Regions from separate parts of the Xenopus tropicalis genome. Here region 2 is linked to region 1. The links are chromatin contacts, called in public Hi-C maps. All regions are on one chromosome and are shown on one strand. Each heading gives the region's core, a stretch centred on a gene start, on an enhancer-like site or on the middle of the called end of the contact. The rest is flanking DNA. Distances are from core to core; before and after follow the strand shown.

Region 1 (6,756 bases), core at 1,544-4,043:
GAAACATACACTTTACATGCAGTACAAATTATATATACAGACATGAAGGAACAGCACGTATTTTACATCTCTTTATCCTTCAGTATATCTGGAAATAAGTCTAATGCACAAAACATGGCTCTGCCTCGCTATTAGTGAACCACAGACTCCCTGCTAGAGGATTTTGGGAGTTTGAATTCAGCAAAAGCTGAAAAAAAATTTGCCAATATGTTAAAAAAGGATTTTATAGTTTTAGAGGTACCTGGAATAACAGATCAGCTTGTACCTGAAATCTTTCATTCTGGGCCCTTTTCTACTGCCTTATGCATTCTATTGTACCAGCCCACAAAAACCATTTGTGTAGCAGCTCCATTTCAAAGAAATGTTGGTTAGTATACTGAGAAAGAATGGTCTGTGCTCATAGTAAGCTGTGGCCACATATTATATTGTCGACTTAAAAGAACATTAAAATCATACCTATTAAAAAGGTTATTTTCCCTTAAGCCTGGTTTATATTCATTTTTAATATTTTTCCCTTCTGGTTCAGGGTAGAAAAAAAAAACTAGTGGGAAAAGGAAATAAACTATTACAAGATTTCAGTGTGTATATAATCCTTATATTACATGTTATGGTTTTGTGGTCCCTCCCATAACCCACTGTGTCTCAGTGGCAATGTGTTTATTATTCCAGGATTAAAGGAAGAACAGAGATTTATAAAATACCCAGGAAGGTGTTAACCAAAATTTACAGAATAATCTGGGTGGTGAAAGAGCTGTTTCCCCCAGGCTGCATTGCCTACCTACAAAATGTGATTCCAGACACATCAGGTCAGACCCACACAACCACACCAAAGTTCATCTGTGCCAGGGAATTGTATATTCAGGAAAGAGGGTAAAAAAGTAATAATAAACAAAACCAGTTCCAAACATACAAACCACAAAATATGTAAAGTGCAGGGCTGATATAACAAAAAAGTAAGACCCTCCAATATGCTGAGTTCCGCCTGAATTTATCCAGAAAGGATCTGGGCCTAAAGGCAGGGAGAGTTTGCAATCTTATATCTTGGGGTTTTGTGGCCTTTTTACATTTAGGAAATTGCATGAAGGGCCCCCGGATTCTCTGTTTTATTTGTATTCCTAAGATTGAGTTCCACCCATAATAACAAAAAGTCTGTAGCCAGTAACAGCCGTTTCATATATTGGAAATTACATTTGTAAATGTGCTAATATAAGACTATCATGTATTCTTTTGCTTACTATTATATAGGGATGCATGGAATGCATGATTCAGTTTATGATTTGCTTGAATTTTACACTTTTTGCAGGATTTACAGGTTTACAAGTGCAATTGCCATTTTCTAATATGATGTCCTACTATTATTTGATAGCTGCTAACTTTAGTTACTTCGGGTGGGACTCACTCTATGCAGTTCACTGCCATTTTGTTCACTTGTATGCTTCTATGGACCCACTGTGGAATGCATTGGTTACCATAGGCTACTGCCCAGTTGTGCAGGCAGGAAGTGGTAGTGATGCCATATTCTCAATTGACTGGTGCCCTGTGCTTTGGAAAAATGCTAAAAAAATAATTCATAAAAATATATGTAATTCACTGTCCAACTAATATTTTTCTTCCTTTTATTTTACTTTTAATTTTTTTGTCTCTTGATGGAGGCCACTATAGGGTTTCTAAATATAATAATAAAAATGTTATATGATGCTTCGCAGTAAATTAATTGTGAATGAATGAATCCTTCTTTATTGTGGACAAAATCATCTTATATTTGGCTGTGATTTTCTTGTAACTAGTGAACACTTATAAATTGTATGTGTGTGTGCGTGCATGGCATGAGTGTGAAATGATAGAAGGAGATACTTGTCCCAGACATACATTTGGCAGGGAAATCAGGGCTGTGTCCCTGGTGTATTAGGACATTTCCTCTACGGTAGCCTCCCAATGCTACATCTGTATCCGTGGGACTACACATGAAGAACTGTTATCAGCCTCCTAGGAGTTCTGCCCAATCAGTGGGTGGGATATGGGAAGTTTTCTTCTAGGTAGAAAGAATAATCCCATGTGCAGATTGCTGTCTTCTTGTCATAGCCACAGCTCATAAATGTAAACCAGATCTTGGCTTTACCTCTTCCCCATGCTGCAAACATCTCAGTGCCACACATTCCAGTCCTATCTCCGGCTTCCTGCGTTTCTTTAGGTTGCCGATAACTGTAAAACTTGGATAACACAATCTCCAATAAAAAAAAGTCTCCCAGCTGTGGTAAGGCTACCAGATCATGTGAAAATTGAGGGGGCACGTATAGGAAAATCAGGTAATTTAAATGCAATAAGTGTTTGCTACATTTTTACCCTAATCTTGCACTCTGATTTTACATTATGTGGCAAAAAATAGAGTAAAATAAGAAAGAAAGTGTTTTCAATTTGTTTTGCCAGAGCAGAAAAAATCTTTTTCTGCTGTTTATTATTATTGGTGACAATTTATTTCCTACATGTAAATGATCAAGACATATTCTCAGACCAGCAATTTCTGGTAGAGTAGGTGTAACGTCAAGTAAGGCCGACATATTCATTCTCAGCAAGTGTCCTGTAATACGTCATACATTCTGTTACATAAAGTGGCAGATTTATTAAAGCGGCCTTTTAATTAATGAGGGAAAAAAATCATGAAAGGATTAAACTTGACCTTTAATAAATCTGCCACTTTATGTAACAGAATGTATAACATATTGCAGGACACTTGCTGAGAATGAATACATCGGCCTTACTTGACATTACACCTACTCTACCAGAGGGGGCAGCAACGCTTCTTGGCTGCAGTGTCCTGATAAGTCCGTAAAACAGAAATGAATCCCATGCCCTGCAGTTACACATATTGCAGAGGTTTAATTTTAATCCATCAGGATAAAGACTCAATTGCATTTGAATCACCCACTAAAGTTAACTTTAATTTGTTTCTAGTTCAACTTTGATAGTACTATTCCCATGCAAAGAATTATTTGGGTATAACGACCTAGAGATTATAAACAGATGGTGTTGAACAGCATCCAAACAAGAAAAAGTACTTCAATATTCTGCATTAAACATCCATCAAACTCCAGAAAGGGCAGTCTGGTTCATGCTATCTAACTGCAACCATACCCTGTAATAAATTAGCATTTAATGGAAAATAGGCCCCTTTTATAAGTTGGATTTATTTCACATTAACTTTTTTTATGTGGATTTTTGTATGTGGGCAAAGTTGTTGCACAGACAGAACATTTCTTCATTTGATATAAGTAGCAAAGTACTGATAATGGTAACAGCAGACAGGGCTACTTTGGGCACTATAATCCCTGAAAAAGCAGATCAAAATAGGCTGAAGTCGCCCCATATAGACCTGAATATAAGTCATGTCAAACTTGAAAAATGGCAGCAGCCTAAAAAAAAAGAGACAAGCTTTAGATCTATTGCTCCCTAAAAAAATGCACTGACACCAGCCCAGAGTGGCAATGTCTAGGGTTTTGCAAATGCCAAACGGACTGACAGTAACTATTTACTGGGCCTGTAGGGGGCTGTTTGTACCTGAAAAGCGAGGGCCTATTATGAATCTCAGTACCTGACTGACACAAGGGCTTGTGAAAAGGTTCAACAATTGGTGGGTTGATTTGGGCACCATACTTTCAGGCTAAAAAAAACCCCAACAAAACTTAAATTGCCTGCTGTAGCACTGTGTGTCATTCCCCCGAATTTCATCTTTTCTTAAAACTATGCCTGATGCTGGATTTTGCAGAAACTAGCTGGAATTATGGGGCATATTTATCAATGGGTAAAATTATGCCACTCTTTAATCTTTTCTATGGGATTTTAAAGAGCCATTGATCAATGGGTGAATGAGATGGGTGAGAGATAATAAAGTATCTTTAAATATCCCATAGAAATGAATGGAGAGCAGGGGAATTTCACTCTAATAAATATGCTCCATAATTCCATCTAGTTTATGGACGATTCAGTGGCAGGCATAGTTTATGTTCCCCTTAATTTTGAAATATGCTGCAAAAACAGCACAAACACTTTATGAGGGACCTATTCACATACTTCCATTTGGGGAGTCTGCTCTTTCTGGGAGAAGCTATATTTCTGGAATTTCAACTCCACTATCATTTGTTTTGCCTGCAGCATAAAGTTGCACACATTATTGCCAGTAGTTCTGTTTCTTTTGGGAACTGCAAGTGACTGAAAGTAATGCCACCATCAATACCAGGCTTGGCTGGCAATCTGTGGGTTCTGGCAAATGCCAGAGGTGCTACTGTAAGATACCATAAACAGTCACTATGTAGTGGGCTGATGGGGGGGGCTGTTGCCAGGACCTATTTTGAATTCCAGTCTGGGCCTGATCAATACTATATTTTAACTGTGATAACAACTGAATTAAGCATTTACTCAAAGTGGTAAATCATTTGTTGTGCAGTTGTCACATGGACTTTCTTTATTGGAGAGATACTGACACCAGAAATGAAACCTTTTTTACATCTGTCATAACATTGACTTTGCATGAGCTTTATAATTTTGCCAAAAAAGTATTTCCTGATGTTTTTCCATTCCTTATCTGATCCCCAATGTTCTTCTATGAGGGGGCAGCCATATTTGTGCAGCAGTAGGCTGTTAGCATTAGAAGCTATAACTGACAGGCTGAGAAGGGACAGTCAGGTTGGCAAAACAGGTTTAGGAACTTTAAGCAACAATTACTTACAAAAGCAGCCCTAACAGTGAAAAAAGATCAACATGGCCTATAGGTAACTTTTTATGTAGATTCATAATTTGAAAAGTAATTTTTTCGTGTCAGTATCGCTTTAAGAATTATTATTGCTCAGATATCTATAACGTATCTTTTAGAATATCTCATTGGACATAGATGGCATCTAAACATCCCATAGCAGGAATAAATTAAGCTGGCTATTTAGCCAGTTTTTTGTAGTGCTGCCTCTTTGTGGATGCCTGACTAGGTGTCACTATGCAACATAAGCTTGACACTCATGACCATGACACCAGGTCACCAGTGCAGGCAGTCAATCTGCCCCACGCTTAAAGTTGTGTCTGCAGCCAACAGCATTGAATTCACCCAGAAGCAGGCACACGCCTGCACCCAATATCCGCCAATAAATGCAAGACTTGGTGGATTTGTTGTTGAATACATCTGGGTACACCTGAATCCAGGTGAATTTAGTGCTTCCAGGTGCAGGCACAACTAGAAAAATGTTTAAGTGTAGAGGCGGATTGTCAACCTGCGCTTATCCACAGACTGACAATCCACCCCATGTACCCTTGCCCTATGAGCAACACTGGACTGGCCAGTAGCAGCTCAAAACTGGGATTAAGGCACCCGGGTGGATTTAGTGCTTCCAGGTGCAGGCACAACTGATTTAGGGTGGATGCACCCAAAACGCGCCAGGTGTTTGATGCCGCTGTGTGTTCTTATACTGTGCTTATAAAGATCCATATTTTTAACTCAAGTTTTTGGAGTGCGGAGACCTTTTTTTTTCACCCTCTGGATTGACACAGCTAGGAGACTGCACCTGACTTTCTGACCAGGACACTGTTTCACAGGCTGCTTTTCCATGTGGTGAGTTTGAGCAACAATGACTTTTTACTTTTGTATTTGTTATATACAACTAGAAAAATGTTTATGAGTAGGGGCGGATTGTCAGCCTGTGCTTATCCACCGACAGAGCTGGGATTATGGCAGGGACTGTATAGCTAGAATGGCTATTAAGGCCTAATAAGGTAATTAGGGTTTTTATGGTTTTTATTAAAAACTTCACAAGAATAATTAGGATCAGGGACCTTGCAGTTTATCACCTAACAAGTGGGAGGGTGTCCAATCTTTTGCACATGCCACAATTTCTATTTAGTTTGTTCCTATGTTGCAACATTCATAAAATAGATTAGAACCGCACATTTGCAAAAATGTTGTTTTTGAACAAAAAGGCTTATTTATGTCCACAAGCACAGTTGTGGTCCCTGCAATTTACCAACAGTCAGTTGCACGTAAAACCACTTTCATTTAAGGTACTTTAACCAAAATGCGCTCCTTGCACTCCCATATAATTGCCGCTTAAACTTTCCTGCCTTCCTTTCCAAACTAAGAGCTAGGGGGGAATCCAGGAGCTACCAACCACCTCCTGACCAGGCGGTAGCTCCAGAGTTCCCTCAGCACCCTGCATCAATAGACGCAGATTACTGAGGGAACCAATGCATCAAATGAATAGGGCACACACCTCACTTGTGCTCTGGACACTGATAATGATGCCAAAAATATTTGGTGCAATTGCACCTGTTTTGCGCACATTTGTGTCCATTGCAATTCAGACACAACTGTGAATTGCCCATTTCCTTCCACAATGACATCAGAACTCTGCGGAAAAAATTGCACTTTGCTCACTGCACTTGTGGATGTAAAATATTTAGATTCCGGCAGTAGTTGTTCATTACTTTTCATTTACAACAGTGCTGTCCAACTTCTGCGGTGCTGAGGGACGGAATTTCTCTAGCATACATGGTGGAGAGCCGCTAATGGAAGCCAGTTTTGGCCACTCCCCTTTTTTTGAACCACACCCACTTCAAACCAAACCCATTTTATCACAATGGTGGTAGTGCAGCAAAAACCCAAATGCTTGGTCCTCACTGCGGGGATATCAACAGTTATTCATATATGAAAGAATTATATTATGTCATATTAAGACACACCCTTAAATCCATATGCCTCCTCCTCCCCTGTGGATAGCA
Region 2 (6,661 bases), core at 2,694-5,193, 62 kb after region 1:
GTGCACTGTAGGAATTGACCCATGCCAGCAATGTTAATCATGTCTTTTTTTGTTTAAACTGCATACGCAAAAAGAAAATTGGTGGTCACTACAATACTACATTCCCATATTTACATATCTAAACCTATTTAACTAGTTTTTATTTTAGATCTGGCCTGAAATCGGGCAGGTTTGATTTTTCTGTTGGATCAGGGACCGCGTCGAATCGATTGGTCCCCAAACTGGCGGCGCCTATACCCGTTGTTCTAATTTGATTGTTTGGCCCCAGGGCTATGATTAAGGGTTCTTCCATTCAGGCCGTTTGTATCCTAGCAGCTATGTTTTTTTTTATTTAATGGAATAAAGAACACTTTTTTCAGAGAAAGGAGTGCAGCCTTTTTCCCCCATGGTGTTATGGCAGTGGAGCACTGCATGAATATGGCCAGCATCCACCTCTACTTTTGAATGTTGAAAATGGACGACAAGCAATCCGGACTCAAAGGGATCTGTTAAAACTTGAACTTTATTCCAACATGTTTAAAAACTGCAAATGCCTGACGCGTTTCGTGCATAGGGAGCACTTAGTCATAGGCTAGTTCTAACAATATCGAAGAAAGTTTAAATAGTGTTGACTCAATGACGTAGGGGGAGGGTGGAAACTAAGCCACGCCCTCCACCTCTACTTTGTTTCCTAATTATTGTGAGAGCACACAAGAAGTCCGTTCAGAGATATATACATTTTTTCTTACTTTTCCCAGGGCCAAATGACCGAATTAGCCTGGTATCCCCCACCCGTAGGTGGGGATATCGGGAGAAGATCCACTCTTACCATGTATGGCCAACTTTTGTTCGGAAATCCGGTGCCGAAGCACGGGGGTGGAGTGTAAAATGTGTGCGTGTGAGGGGGTTCGCTGTGTGCCATGGCTGTGACCCCCGCATATGGAGGAGAAGTATTAAGGCCCGGTACCTAGGGTGTCACCAGACCTAAATGCAGCACTGACGGTAACTAAAATGCAATTAATCCTTATTGGTGGTAAGACAATGCTATTGGGATCAGTGTCGGACTGGCCCACCAGGATACCAGGAAAACTCCCGGTGGGCCCAGGTGTCATTGGGCCCTCCTGCTCCTAACTATTTTGCTTACTTCATGGTCATTCCCTATATCTTAACGGGAGCAAAGAGGAAAAATAGATGTAAGGCTAGATATTAGCATGAAATTAAAAGTATTAGGAGAGTAAAGTTTTGAGTGAGGAAAGAAGGAAAAATATTTTGGAGAGTGGGTCCATAGTCTATGGTTTTCTGGTGGGCTGGGGTTCCAGTCAGACACTGATTGGGATTATTTAATGTTTAAACAATTGTTTAGTAGACTTAAAGTATGGGAATAAAAATTATGTCAAGAACCCTTATCTGGAAATTCCAAGGTCCAGAGTACTCCAGACCCATACCTGTATGTTGGAATCTCTCTCTCTCACAAAATTTGAGCCTTTTGAAAAAGGTCACCCAAAGTACTGGGTCATAGTCACCATACTGCACTGCACTTTATGTGCTGGGGTTCTGCTTGAACTATTACTCTGCATCTGGCAATGGTACTGTAGAGTCTTCCTGTAGTTGCCCATCTGCTTACAGACTATCTCTACATATGAAACTAACACAGCTACCACCTGTAAAAGACAGAATTCAGCAGAAATCAACATGTTAAAATATGCATGCAAAGCTTAAGAACGCCATGCTCTTTATGTTAAAACATATTTTAGCATATAGTTACTGTGGCTAAAAATGAGGCCTTTCAAATAATCATGTAATTAAAACATAAAGTAGCTTGGTGGCTAGATGATAGCAGATACAGGTTTTATGAATACCTGTGTGTTTATCTTGCTGGTAAAACAAGTGTATTTCCCCGAGAGGTCTAGTTCATAGATTACCCAGAGGGAATATTCTCTGAGCCAGGCAGGAATGCCTTCTGTGTTGTTACTGAACAAAGCTGAGCAAACGCAGAGGGGGAGGGGGGAATCTCCATACAACCAAGGGCTGTGACTGTCCTGTAGGCCTCACACCACCTGCCAGCCAACCCCCGGCCCAAATGCTTGCTGCAATCCAGAACACATCCTAATATATTTAAAATCCCTCTCTAAACTGTACTTGATGATTACAATGTCATATTTAGAATAGGCAGTTACTTATTGTGCAGAATATATTTTGAAGGTGCAGCAGTACAGTTAGATGTAGCCAAGGGTCCAAGCTGCAACTCTCTCTGGCAAAACATTTGCAGGGAATGCACTGTGTGGCCCCCAAAGTGGTTGTTTATTGGAGTCAAGAGGCCATGCAATATTGCTCTGGGCTAAAAACAAAGCAGCCCAGTTATTTACAGAAGGAGCATGGTTGTATCGATTTCAGTTTTGGAAGGTGGGGGTAGGGGGAACTGACATGTCTACTCTCCAGCACCATGGACAGCAACGCTCTCATCTTCTATCACAACTATTTTGTTATATGTTACATATAAATATGGCCTAAATGGGATAAGATATAGATACACATACTGACTGGGGCAAAATGGAAAGCGATGAAGTAGGTTTGCTCAGTTGTTTAACCTGCAGCTTGTGGGCTCTTCTTGCAGCTTTGGTGTTGTGTGTGTGCGTGTGTATATATAAAGAGAAATGTATAAGTCAGTGTGGTACACAGCCATTTGTGCGGCACACTGGGTTATCTTGGGAATATTGGATAACATTTGAGGTAATACACATCAAACTGGCCATACATGTACAGATAAAATTTCATTTTGTATTATTTTCGATATGTGTATGTGTTAGGACGGTCTGACCAATATCTTTGTAATATGGGTATGGGTCGGTTTGCGGATCGGCCACGTTTCCAATTGGAATGTGCTGATGTACCATGATAGCCCGTTCCTGGTGCATGGGCAGCCGAGTAAGCGCCACAGCAAATCTTCACTTCCTGCAGCTCTGAATGTATGGAACAATAGAAAGCCACACGTATAGTATCTCAGCCATAGGGTGATGGGCCTAATACTTGAGAGTACTGGCCAGAGTATGTCACCTTCAATCCTTTGTGGGTGTGAATAAACCAAGCTATATGTGATACAGTAGGGTGCCTAATAGTACAAAAGGGTATTCTGATCTTGAGAAACAAAGAAGCATTCATCATTGAGACATGGCAATAAGTATGTGGTTTGGTGCCACAGAAGCCAGTAGGCCGCTGCTCGGTACCCCTGGCTAATCCAACCCCAGCCCATGGTTACGGTGCCGCACGGTTCGGCCGTACCACGGACTCATGCCGCCGCCTTACCGAGTTCTCAGGGCGTGCCAGGCCGCCTCGATGTCCGCATAGAGGTTCTTCTCGCTGGGCTTGCCGCTGCTCACCCCGTAGCCGGAATAATCATAGGAGAAGATGTTGCAGTTGATCCTGGTGCCCAGGCCGATATAGAAACTGCACATCTGGCCCAGATCCACCGCGTTCCCGTGGGAGAAGAGCACCGTGTATCGGCTGCCGGGGGAGCAGCGCACAAACATACAGCCCAGGCAGCTGCCGCGCTCGGTCCGCCATCGGAACACTTCCACCGCGTCCAACTCCCGCTGCGAATACTGCCAGTCCGCCCGCTCCGACAGGTGCAAGCTGCAGGCCGCCGGCTCCCCGCTACCCTCTTCCCTCGGCGGCTGGGCAGTGCCTGCCGGGGCCTCCATCTCCCGCACGGTATAGGTGGGCTCCGGGGGCAAGAAGGCCAGTTTAGCTGCGATGCGGCTTGGGCAGGGCGGGCAGCAAAAGAGCCAGCACAGCTCCCCCAAAGAGAACCCGTTCATCCTCGGTCCCTGCTCGGGCATTGGGGCGGCCAAGGCCGGAGGAAAGGACGGGACCTAGGAGAAGGGTACGGGGGGTGAGCACCCAATACCGGGGCTCGGCGCTTAGGCTCAGGAGTGCCCGTCCTTGGCACCCAGGTAGCCCGCAGTTACCTCCTCATCTGACTGCTGCTCCCGCACGGCCTGCAGCTGCTTCCGGGGAAGCACTAGGGAAGCGAGGCCGGACACTAGCAGGGAGTGCTGCCCCCTAGCACGGCGGAGACACAAGCTGCGTAGGAACACAGAGCGCAGGTAATTCGTGCACAGCCGCGTTTTAGCTTCTTTTCGGAACTACAATTCCCAGCATCCCTCAGCAGCTCGTTGTACAGCAGCTGGGAAGATGAAGGTTGCGGATACACCGCTATTAGCACAGTGCTATAAAAGTGAAGCGTTTTTCCCAAATATTATATTATTATGTTTGTACATATAGCTGCTTTACGTGATGTTACAGGCTCAGTGTTTTGCAGGAGGCATCCTGGGAAGGAAACATGGTTCATAGGCTAAAGCTAAAGGTTACTAAGCAGATCTCAACAACCAGGGTCTTAGTTTCTTTCTAGGAACCCAAGTGTGTAGCACAGGATTGCCGCGCTTTCTGCCTTTCTGTAGATTTATCTATTCCATATTAATAATAGTGAGATCAAGCATCATTTTTACTGACCAATTTTTAACCCCAGCCTAGCCTGGGGAGATGCAGCTCTCTGATTGGAAGAGGGTTGGTGTGAAGGGAAACACAGGATGAAAATCAGCCACTGCCAAAAATTGACCCATTCCAGCATGGCGGGCAGCTGGGAAACACTTGCAATTGTTTCTCACAGAATATTATTGTAGTTACCTCAAAGAAAGATTTAAACTATGCTCCTGCGGCATCCTATCCTATTTGGTTATGGAAACCACTGTAGTAAAAAGAAAGTCTGGTTAAATGCACAGTTTTCCATTCAGCTCCAACCTAATGAGCAAGTTGGGGTGAGAGCAAACAGTCACACAGTGCTAAGCCCACAATTAAGTCTCTGCTTGGTGCAACTTACATGGATGGCACTTTGCAGCAAAAGACAGGAGAAAGCAAAGGGCAAGGTGATTCCAGACATTTGTCTCACCCCTCAAGCATGTTGTTTGTTTTAATTGTGTCATCAGGTCTGGACTAGGAGTCAAAATAGGCCCTGGCATTTCAAGTACACAGAGGCCCAAACAATCCCCGCCAGCCCACTAAATAGTGAATAGTCTGTTGCATCTTACAACAGCCTCTCTGGCATTTTCCAGAACCTCCAGATTGCTAGCCGGGGCCTGTGAGTGGCTTTCAAAAATTCACTGAACAAATTTAGCATGGGCCCACCAAATTGATCATATGTTAAAAAATAAAAATATATATATATATATATTAGTGGTTAAGGAGTGGAAGAGATTATACGACCAAAGTGATCTTTACACAGAGTTTTTTGTAAAACATGTTTTATAGACAGGTGTGGGCACATCTAAGCACATGAACTCATTGTTTCCGTATTACTGTATAACTTGTATAACTTTATTTATGAAGAGCTACAAGGATACGCAGCGCTGTAAAATCTTACAATTATACACTGGGAGGGCAATGTTATAATAAAAACAATAAATATGTATAAATACACAGAGAGCCATGTGGTATGAGACACAGTAGGAAGGAGGTCCCTGCCCTGTAGAGTTTACAATCTAAGTGGCACAAATTGTAAGGTAAGAGTGCACAAAGTATGGGCATTTGCCCTTAAGCAGAGGACTAGACAAAATGATGTTTTAGTGCTCCAGAATGTAGCATCTGAGTTTTATCTTAAAGAGAGTGAGTGAATGTTCCCTACGGAGGAATTCAGGGAAAGAGTTCCAGAGGTAAGGAGCAGCGAGATGGAAAGGTTTAAGACGAGATGGTGTAAAAAGATGGAGGCCCTAAGAGGAGCAAAGGAGATGACCAGAACGTGCAGAGAGACCAGTGAAGAGATTTGAACATTAGCAGAAGTATTTTGTATGATATCCTTTGCCACGTTATGATAGAGAGATTACTTGGACCTTAACAGGTTCCCTCTAAGGAGAGAGCAGGAGGATCCTGGCAGCAGAGTTTAAAAGTGGCCATACACTGGCCGATTCTAGCTGCCGATATCGGTCTGAAATTGGCCAGATCTCGACTGGGCAGGTTTGAAAATTAGTCGGATCGGGGAGCACATCGGCTCATTGATGCAGTCCCCGAACCGATGGATGCCTATACCCGTTGTTCTACTTCTGGGGCCAAACGACTGAATTAGCCTGATATCACCCACCCTTAGGTGGGGATATCGGGAGAAGATCTGCTAGCCAAGTGAGCGGATCTTTGCGTGTATGACCACCTTAAGATTGACTGCAGGGCAGAGGGGTGGGAGTCTGGAAGGCTGGTTAATAGGAGATTGCAGTAATCTAAAGGTCCCCATACACGGGCCGACTATAGCTGCCGATATCGGTCCCTTGGACAGATTCGGCAGCTAATCGGCCCGTGTATGGGCAGAACAGAGTAGCCTGGCCGACCGATATCTGGCCTGAAATTGGCCAGATCTCGATCGGCCAGGTTAGAAAATCCAGTCGGATCGGGGACCGCATCGGCTCGTTGATGCGGTCCCCAAACCGACTGCACATAACCACTAATGTAATCCGATCGTTTGGCCCCAAGGCCAAACGATCGGATTATTTTTTTTTTAAGTTACTTGTTACCCGATATCACCCACCCGTAGGTGGGGATATCGGGTGAAGATCCGCTCGACATCGCCAAGCAAGCGGATCTTATAGTGTATGGGCACCTTAAGCAGGAAAGGATAAGGGCATGGATTAGTGTTTTAGCA

What was found. Hi-C and Micro-C count contacts between places; a contact is called where the count stands out from the background.
Region 2: a Hi-C map of neurula embryo shows a contact between it and region 1, with 1.6 times the contacts expected there. The contact joins the promoter of abhd17c here to the enhancer-like site in region 1. A contact is called at or near these places in 2 of 5 Hi-C or Micro-C datasets (brain and neurula embryo).

What each region holds. Positions count from the first base shown.
Region 1 is chr3:108,786,403-108,793,158 of UCB_Xtro_10.0, forward strand. The region is part of intron 3 of LOC100491930 (cell surface hyaluronidase); the gene reads right to left. Among named protein-coding and RNA genes, the nearest start is that of cemip, 11 kb to the left of the region's middle. Within about 2 kb of position 2,794, at least 6 of the 11 cell types and tissues checked have an H3K27ac peak or open chromatin away from gene starts, as enhancers often do. A contact at or near this core is called in neurula embryo, where this site is marked.
Region 2 is chr3:108,846,794-108,853,454 of UCB_Xtro_10.0, forward strand. It overlaps abhd17c (abhydrolase domain containing 17C), which reads right to left and starts at 3,944. Exons shown (of 3, transcript NM_001004867.1): 1 at 3,283-3,944. The coding sequence starts at 3,815. LOC116409776 (a long non-coding RNA gene) reads right to left here and starts at 1,067. Exons shown (of 2, transcript XR_004222050.1): 1 at 657-1,067; 2 at 374-432.